Linked DNA regions of Gossypium hirsutum: region 1 is linked to region 2. The links are chromatin contacts, called in public Hi-C maps. All regions are on one chromosome and are shown on one strand. Each heading gives the region's core, a stretch centred on a gene start, on an enhancer-like site or on the middle of the called end of the contact. The rest is flanking DNA. Distances are from core to core; before and after follow the strand shown. Region 1 has its middle 4.2 kb from the start of LOC107952781. Region 2 has its middle 34 kb from the start of LOC121211836.

Region 1 (4,170 bases), core at 1,229-3,728, 240 kb after region 2:
TTTTTCCTGAACTGATCAACAAAGTTAGCAAAAGCCCATGTCTTTTTCCGTCCAACCATTATTTGTAAACCTAAACACTTCTCAAGATTTGAAGCCACCAGAACACCCAATAGGTTGGTTATAATCTCTCTGTCATTAGACTCCACATTAGCCCCAAAATAGATAAGAGATTTATCGAAATTCACTCGTCGTCCCGAAACCATGTCATACTCCTGAATAATATTTCAAACCACACTAGCTCCCTCACTTGAGGCATCCCAAAAAAAATTGCAGTTATCCACAAAAAACAAGTGGTTAATCGAATGTCTTTCCCTTCCAATAGGAGCACCCTTCATCAGCCCTTTATGTTTGCCTTCATTAAGCAGTGTAGAAGAACCCTTAGCACAAATTAAAAAGAGATAAGGGCTGAGTGGATCGCCCTATCTTAAACCTCGCGAAGGTGAGAACCAATCACTATTAGACCTATTAAGACTCACGGAATAGGAGACAGAACAAACATATCTCATAATAAAGATAACTTTATCAGTATGAAAACCCAAACGAGTCATCATTCCAGCCAAAAATTCTACTCAACATGATCGTATGTTTTACTCATATCGAATTTAAGCGCAAAATTCCCTTTTTTACCTTTCTTATTCATTTTAAAGGAGTGAAAAACCTCATAAGCAATTAACACATTATCCGAAATATGTCTTCTTGGGATGAAAGCCCCTTGAGCTTTATTTATACAACTTCCCAAAATTGCACTCATACGATCCATTAAGACTTTCGCAATAATTTTGTAAACTACGTTACAAAGACTTATAGGTCGAAATTGTGAGAAATTTTTTGGTTTCTAAACTTTAGGAATCAAAAGAATGCGGGTTTTATTAATCTCTCCTATTTCAGATTCACCATTCAGAATAGATAAACAGTAATTAGAAATATCAGACCTAATAATATGCCAGAACCTTTGGAAAAAAATTACGGGAAAACTGTCGATGCCGGGAGCCTTCAAAGGTGCCATTGACTTGACAGCATAGCCAATATCCTCCTCAGTGAACTGTTTAAGCAATTTATCATTCATACTCATAGTAATCTTTTTCTCCACTAACCCAAACAAATGTTCATCAGCACCTATTTTAGAGGCCGAAAATAAATTACCAAAATAATCCGAAGCGAGCTATAACATCTTATCGGTTGTAGAGAACCATTTGCCATTCTCCCCTTCTAACCCAGTAATTTGACCACGGTTGTTGTTGAACAGCCACTTTATGAAAAACTGGTATTCCGATCCCCATTTTTCAACGATTGACGCAGGCTTTTTATCCCCCAAAATTTTTTTCTTGACCAGCCTCCAAATTAAGACCTAGTTGAACATCCGTGATTTCGACTAAGATCTCATCAATTGGATCTTGATTGTAAAGATAATATAATCTTTCTAAATCTACACGAATTTTTTTTTCTCTTCATTTCTGGATCAACACCATTGCTGAAGCTGCTGGCCCATTTTATCAAGCTTATCTGGGATGCTTCCTAAAAAAATAGCCCAATTCCTTTTTACCTTCTCCTCAAAAGAACTTTCTAAACACCATTTCGCCTCAAAACGAAAAAGTCTGGCTCCATTACACTGATCATTCATTCGCATTCCAGTGGTATCCAAGAGAATAGGACAATGATTCGAGAAACAATGGCTCAAATGCTCCACCTAGTAGCTTGGAAAAAGATTCATCCAATCCAAAGATGCAACTCCCCGATCAAATCTTTCCCTTATATTTGTTGACAAAAACCTTCCTCACTCCCACGTAAACCGCCTACCAATATAACTTAAATCATTGAGCTTGCAATTATCCAATGTGGTTTGAAACTCATTCATCTACCGTTTTGATCTAAGACGACCACCTTTTTTTCAAAAGAATTTGTGGTCTCATTGAAATCCCCCATCACAACCCATGGGATCATTTGGTCATGTCCCAACTGTCTAAGTAATTCCCACGACCCGCCTCTATTCCTTTCATCCGGATTCCCATAAAACAACATTAGCCGCCAAACGTCACCACATTCATTGTCATGGACCTCAACATTAATATGAAAATAAGAGAAACTCTTAAGCCAAATCAACGAATTCCCTTTCCAACTAAAAAATAGACCACCTTTTGAACCTATCGGCCCGATATCAATCCCATGTTCAAAACCGCATTTCAATCTAATCATTTCCATCGTTTTAGAACAAAATTTTGTTTCCATAAGAAACAAAATCTGGGGATTAATGGCTCTAAATTTGTTCCTAAACCTATTAATAGTTCGTGATCTCCCCAAACCACGAACGTTCCAACTTAAGATTTTTATTGCATTTGGCTACTCTGTTCAACAGAGCTAGCCGTTAAATCAAAAAAGCCTCCCTCAAAATTGTTTCCCATGAGAGTTGTTGAACCCTCCACTATCCTTTGACATTTCTTTCCTTCCAAAGAAATTAATGAATCATTTTCCTCAACCAACATCAGATCTGTGGGCCCATTTTCAAACCCATTTCCATTCGAACCGCCACTGCCCAGATTATGCCAACTGTCATGCCCTTTATTTTGAATCTGTTGACTAGATTCCAAGGGAATTAAATTGGGATTTAAAGATTTTGTTCCCAATTCCCTCTTAAGTTTCGCCCAGCATCACTCATCCATCTTAAATTACTGCTCTGATTGATTCTTTCTATATCCACACTACTACACAGTAATCCGTTAACTTCACAGACCCACCTACTCACAGTGGTATTCCACTAGCACGCCACCACACACAAAGATATATTCCAGCCAAAAATAATTTTAGATAGGTCAATTTGAAGACGAAAAGGACAGTAACTCTCACCATGCCCTAGTTTATCACAAATGAAACAAAATAGACTCCATTTCTCATATTGAAAGTTAACATAAACAGTCATTTCTTTACGATCTGGATCTTTTTCTTTCTTTTCAACAGAATAGATACATCCAGTCGAATATGAATACGCATAAAATTTTTGGACCCAAAATAGCACCAAATTGCTTAGCCATCATTTCCGTCATCAAACCTAGAGGCAAATCGTGTAATTGGACCCAAAATTCAATAAAATTTAACGATATAACTGACGGATCTTCTCTACTTTGGACTTTTTGTAGAATAAGCAAATGGCTATTGAAAAACCATGGTGTACCAAGAAGCACCCTTTGGACGTCAACATCATGAAAAAATTGAAAAAGAAACCATGTCCCCTAGATCCGAGATACAAATCCCTCCAATAGGATGCCAAAGATCAACCATGGTATTACATAGAGAAGGAAAATAGACAACACTATTAGTTAGACATCACCCAACCAAACAAAACTGATAGTTCTGATCCACCACCACAACTTCCTCATGAAACGTCTCCTCCTCCTCATCCATTAAACTCAAATTGGCTAACCCCTCATCCATAACTTAAAAAAAAAAAAAGCCGACTCAACTATCACACCAAAACAAAGGAAAAAATTAAAATATAATCAAGAAAAGCGGCTAGAAAGAGAAGAAAATTAAGAAAAAAAAATTCGTGTCTAAAAACAGACAGAGAATACATGTCAAAATATAGACTAATAACATTATTTTTTACATTCACATAAAAAGAATTATTTAAGCATTGAACAATATTTTTTATCATATGATCGTTAGTTTGTTAGTTTTAAATTCAACATTTTATTAATTACGTTATAGATTATATATTACTCCATAATATTTACTAGTATTGATTTAGAAAATCAGGCTCCTAAAGAACTATTTTCTAGAATTTACCATTTAAAAATGGAAGACAAAGAATTTATTTTTTAATTATCATTGACCAAATACTTCTGTAAAAAACAAAAACAAAAATCGAAAAATGTTTCCGGTTCCACACAATTCTTGTCTATTATGATTTTAACGCAGAATAGTAAACCTTAACAAGTATGCATCGCAATTTCTTTTCCTCTATCAATCATGTAAATATAAATGCAATATAAATTACTTCAGAATCTTAAACACAAACGAATCTAAAGCATGCACCATTCATATTTAAATGTGTTATTATTTTTATGGTTTAATAAAACATATCTTGTTCAAGTTAAAACCGGTCACATGAACATAAAATCAAAGTGATATCCACAGAAATGAAACTTGAAACCCTAATGTCATTCATTTCTACTTTGT
Region 2 (4,328 bases), core at 813-3,312:
ATTTGACTATTAAGACTGAATAAGTTAGACAAATAGTTATTTTCATTTGGCCACAAAAGTTAAAATAAAAAAAATAGTCATTTGCAGTTTGGTGACAATTGTTAAACATATTGTGACATGAGAAACTTGGAAAATGAGACTATGAAATAGGTTAAACAAAGGGATTGTTTCGTTTAGCCGCCAAACCAAATAATGTAATAAAGAAAAGTTAAATTATTGTTAATTTTGAATATATATACATAAATTTTATAGGAAAAAATATTAAAATTTAAATAATATTAAAAATTATTTTACACAAAATGATATGATCATGTATGTTAATTAAAATATATTTTATTTTTATTAATATTTTAATAAGAAAATATAAATATATATTAAACAAAATAATTTAATGTGAGAAACAATTATTATCATAATTTTATTTACAATAAAAGATAGGAAAGTATAGAGAAAGACATAATATTCTTTAATTCTCATATAAAATTTCCAAAAGCACTAAGATTTAAATAGTATTAAATGCTTAATTGTACTAATAACATGTATAAGTTACAAAATAAATAAATTTATATAAAGTTTAGGCCACAAATTACTAAATATTTAAATTCTTTATTTTACGTAAAAGTTTTAAAAATAATTATTTTTTTCTTTTATAAGTTATGTCATTTTCGGGTTTCATGAACTATTTTCAACTTTCACGGTTAAGCTTTCAAAATCGATAATATCATTTAAATAGATATATAAAAAAAATTATATTTAAAATATGTATTATAAGATTTTTTTAAAAATATGTTATTATATCTTATTGTTGCATACAATTATAATATTTTTGTGATTTGTGTTTAAATTTTAGTTTTAAATTTTAATTATAATTTAATGTATTATGTTTAAAGTTGTTTATTATTTAAAACTTTATTATTATTTGAAAAGAAAACCATATTTAAATTTAATTAAAAACAAAACTAATCACTTTAATAAATTCACAAAAAAGTCAGTTTCTAAAACCCACCACTAATAAATAAATAGACCTAAAAATAACCATTTACCTAAAACAAACTACTTCGTAATTGTTTTAAGTTTTATGTTATTTTATTTTTAAAATATACTTATATTTATCAAAGATTATTAGATAAAAAAAATGCATTTTCACACACGTGTGATGAATTGTAATATAATATAAATAAAATAAATGTACACAATAATTTTTAAATTATATATAATAGTCAAATCATTTATATTATAATAATATCAATTATTTAATTTTTAAAATAGTTAAAGCCAATTCTATAAGTTACTTGGATTTGATTAATTTCTAAAATTTGGTAACCAAATTCATCCACTGCACACCCAATTGAGAAACTTGAAAATCTCAAACTGCTAGTTTAATCAAAAGTGTCTAAGAAAATAGGAAAGTAGGCGAACCAACGGGTAGGTGGTTGTTATTTATAATTGTTGGGTTTATTGGTAAAATATTTTACACTTTTAAAAAAAATAAAAATAAAAATTTAAAAATAATATTATTAAAAGATGCAATCACAAATCTTAAATATAACCTATAAAATGAACATAGAAAGTAAAAAAAAATTCTCACCAAAAAAAAAGTACAAAAAGAATGAATAGGTTGCCGTTAATTAAGATCTACCTTGCTAGTTCATTTATATACAAGTTTAAAACCATGTTTTTTCAATTTTTCTTTATTAAAATAAAACAAAATAATTCAAAAAAAAACACCAAAATACTACCGCCTTAGAAAATGTTTCAAAATAGAATATTTTAAATGAGGAAAGAGAAATTGATTCCCTTCTGATTGATTTTTCTCCATTTTTCAAAAACTTCATCAATCCCCATAGAATTATTATTGTAAAAAACTAAAAATAAAAATGTAACTGATGTCGATCACAATCAATTGGTCAAGTCAGGGACTCAGATAACATTCCAAGGTCAAATTGGTTGTCTGACAATCAAGAAATTCTGCCTGATTGGTTTCAAATCGGTGTCAAATAGTTAGGGAAATCGAACTAACAATGCCCGATTTTTAGCATGGGTCAATGTTCCATCATGTCGTGAACACACGGAATCCAAGGGACAAAAATTGTCTGGCTCGAACTGATTTCCAGGGTCGTCCTGTCCACTGATTCCGTAGTCAATGTGGTCGTTGATAAGAAGAGAGTAAAAAGTTATATTGTTAGTATTACAAATAAATTTAGATATATAAATTAGAAAAAAAATTCTAAAAAATATGTTTGAAAATTTATTATAAATATTTATATATATGTAGATTAGAAAGGAATTTTTTTCAAAAAATAAATTAGTTTAGAAATTATTATAAGTTATATATATATGTGGTAGAAATGATTTTTTTTATGTTTGTAAAAAAATATTAGTTTTGAAATTCTTATAAATAGTTTTATATATAGGTAAGAAAGGTATTGTTGAAACTGTTAGTTATATATATAGTAATTATTAGATAAAAATAATTGATTAAATTTATTTATACAATAACATAATAAATTTTTGTTTACCTATTAACATATTTTTATTATAAGCATATTAAAAGTATTAAATTTATTTCTTAAATTAAATCTGTTAATATGTTTTATTGTTGCATATTCTAAAAATGATAACGTCATCATTATGCTCTCAAATAATTGTGAACCATACATCTTTACATATTTTTCAAATAATAAAATATTTTATTTTTATTTATTTATAATATGCAGATGTTATTGTGAATAATAAATTTTAAATTTTACAATTATGTTATTTAATATCATCAAAATTGGGGTGTCATAGATGATCGTATCAAGAATTATTTACAAGGAGTTGGATTCGATATTATGGAACGGATAAAAGAAATTAAGTTGAATCGAGAGTTAATATTTGCGCGGGTTGAATAATGGAGACCTGAAACACATACGTTTCACTTACCATGAGAGGAGTGTATGATTGCACTAGAAGATGTTGCAGTACAACTTGGACTTCACGTAGATGGGTTTCCAATGGTTGATTCAAGTTCAATTGATATATTGCAGGTCTACCAATAGTTGTTTGGTAGGATTCAAGAAACATGTGATCTAAATGGTTTTAAACTAAAGATGATATGGTTGTTTGCTAATTTCAAAGATAACCCTAATAGTGTGATTGGGTAAGAGATTGTGTTTGTTGTTCAAGCATACGTTCTACATCTAATTGGTGGACTGTTGATGCTCAAAAGATATGGCATTAGAGTACGAGATTTTGAAATGGCCGAGTGGTACAGTTGGAGATCGCAATTCTAGCATTTTTGTATTAGAAATGTGTAGAGCAACGAATCACAATACATAAGATATTGTTGGCTACCTTATTTTGTTTCAATCATGGGTTTGGTTCAAATTGTCATTTGTAGCCCTAGTTGGTTAGATAATTGTTGAGTTTCCTTTGGTATATAGGTAAGAAAATCTAACCTATCATATATAAGGTTCAATATATTATTTATGTACCATTGATTGTGTTATATTCATTTGAACAAATGGACTAGTCCGATTACAAGTTCAGTTTAGGGGACAAGTTTTTTTTGTATTTAGGCAACAAATAAGGTGTCATGCTGGAAATGAGGTAATTGTCATAATAATTTCATTGCTTCAAATTAGAAAAATCCATGTGAAATCTAACTTTTTGTATATTATATTATTTTTATTTTTGCTGGATGCCTTACAATGAATCCATAGTGTCCCAATTAATCCCAGAATATCTTTATTTTTACTTGAGTATCTAGTGCATTAATTCGATAATTATAAATTTTGCAATTTTCTAGTGGCATCATGTGGATAGGGTGTTGCAGTTGTTTAGATTCATACAAAATCTACCAGTTGACCTTGGTAGGACTCATGATGTTGACTTGTGTAGTAAACAAGAAAAATATTGGCCAGTCGAGCATTATCAATGCCTTCAAATTTGGGATAAAAGACTAGGGTGTTACGAATAAGGATTTAAACGGCTGTACTTTTTTTTATGTTCGAAGAATATAATTAGTGGTTTATGTAGAATAGGATGCCATATCTGTATGCATGAATAGAAATGGTGGTTTTTAGTTCTTGGCTAAGGCATGGCACTGTTAGGCATGCACCACATCGTTCAACAACTAACACAATTGACCTTGAGTATGAACTTGTTCCAATATATGCTCCTTCATATTCTCTTGCTCTTGCTTTTGCTCTAGTCTATGCACCATTGTATGTGTTAGGATCTAGTGTCCTTAGTGTAGTGATATCGATGATGTATTTTTTATACCTGTAATTGTTTGAACAAATTGGTTTAATAAATTTTATCATTACCATTAATATCCTTTGTAT

Evidence for each region. Hi-C and Micro-C count contacts between places; a contact is called where the count stands out from the background.
Region 1: a contact with region 2 is called in a Hi-C map of leaf, with 1.9 times the contacts expected there. The contact joins two enhancer-like sites. A contact is called at or near these places in 2 of 34 Hi-C or Micro-C datasets (hypocotyl and leaf).

Annotation. Positions count from the first base shown.
Region 1 is chrA12:67,289,138-67,293,307 of Gossypium_hirsutum_v2.1, forward strand. It overlaps the pseudogene LOC107955770. Among protein-coding and RNA genes, the nearest start is that of LOC107952781, 4.2 kb to the left of the region's middle. Within about 2 kb of position 2,479, at least 1 of the 9 cell types and tissues checked has an H3K27ac peak or open chromatin away from gene starts, as enhancers often do. A contact at or near this core is called in leaf, where this site is marked.
Region 2 is chrA12:67,049,554-67,053,881 of Gossypium_hirsutum_v2.1, forward strand. No RefSeq gene overlaps it. Among protein-coding and RNA genes, the nearest start is that of LOC121211836, 34 kb to the right of the region's middle. Within about 2 kb of position 2,063, at least 1 of the 9 cell types and tissues checked has an H3K27ac peak or open chromatin away from gene starts, as enhancers often do. A contact at or near this core is called in leaf, where this site is marked.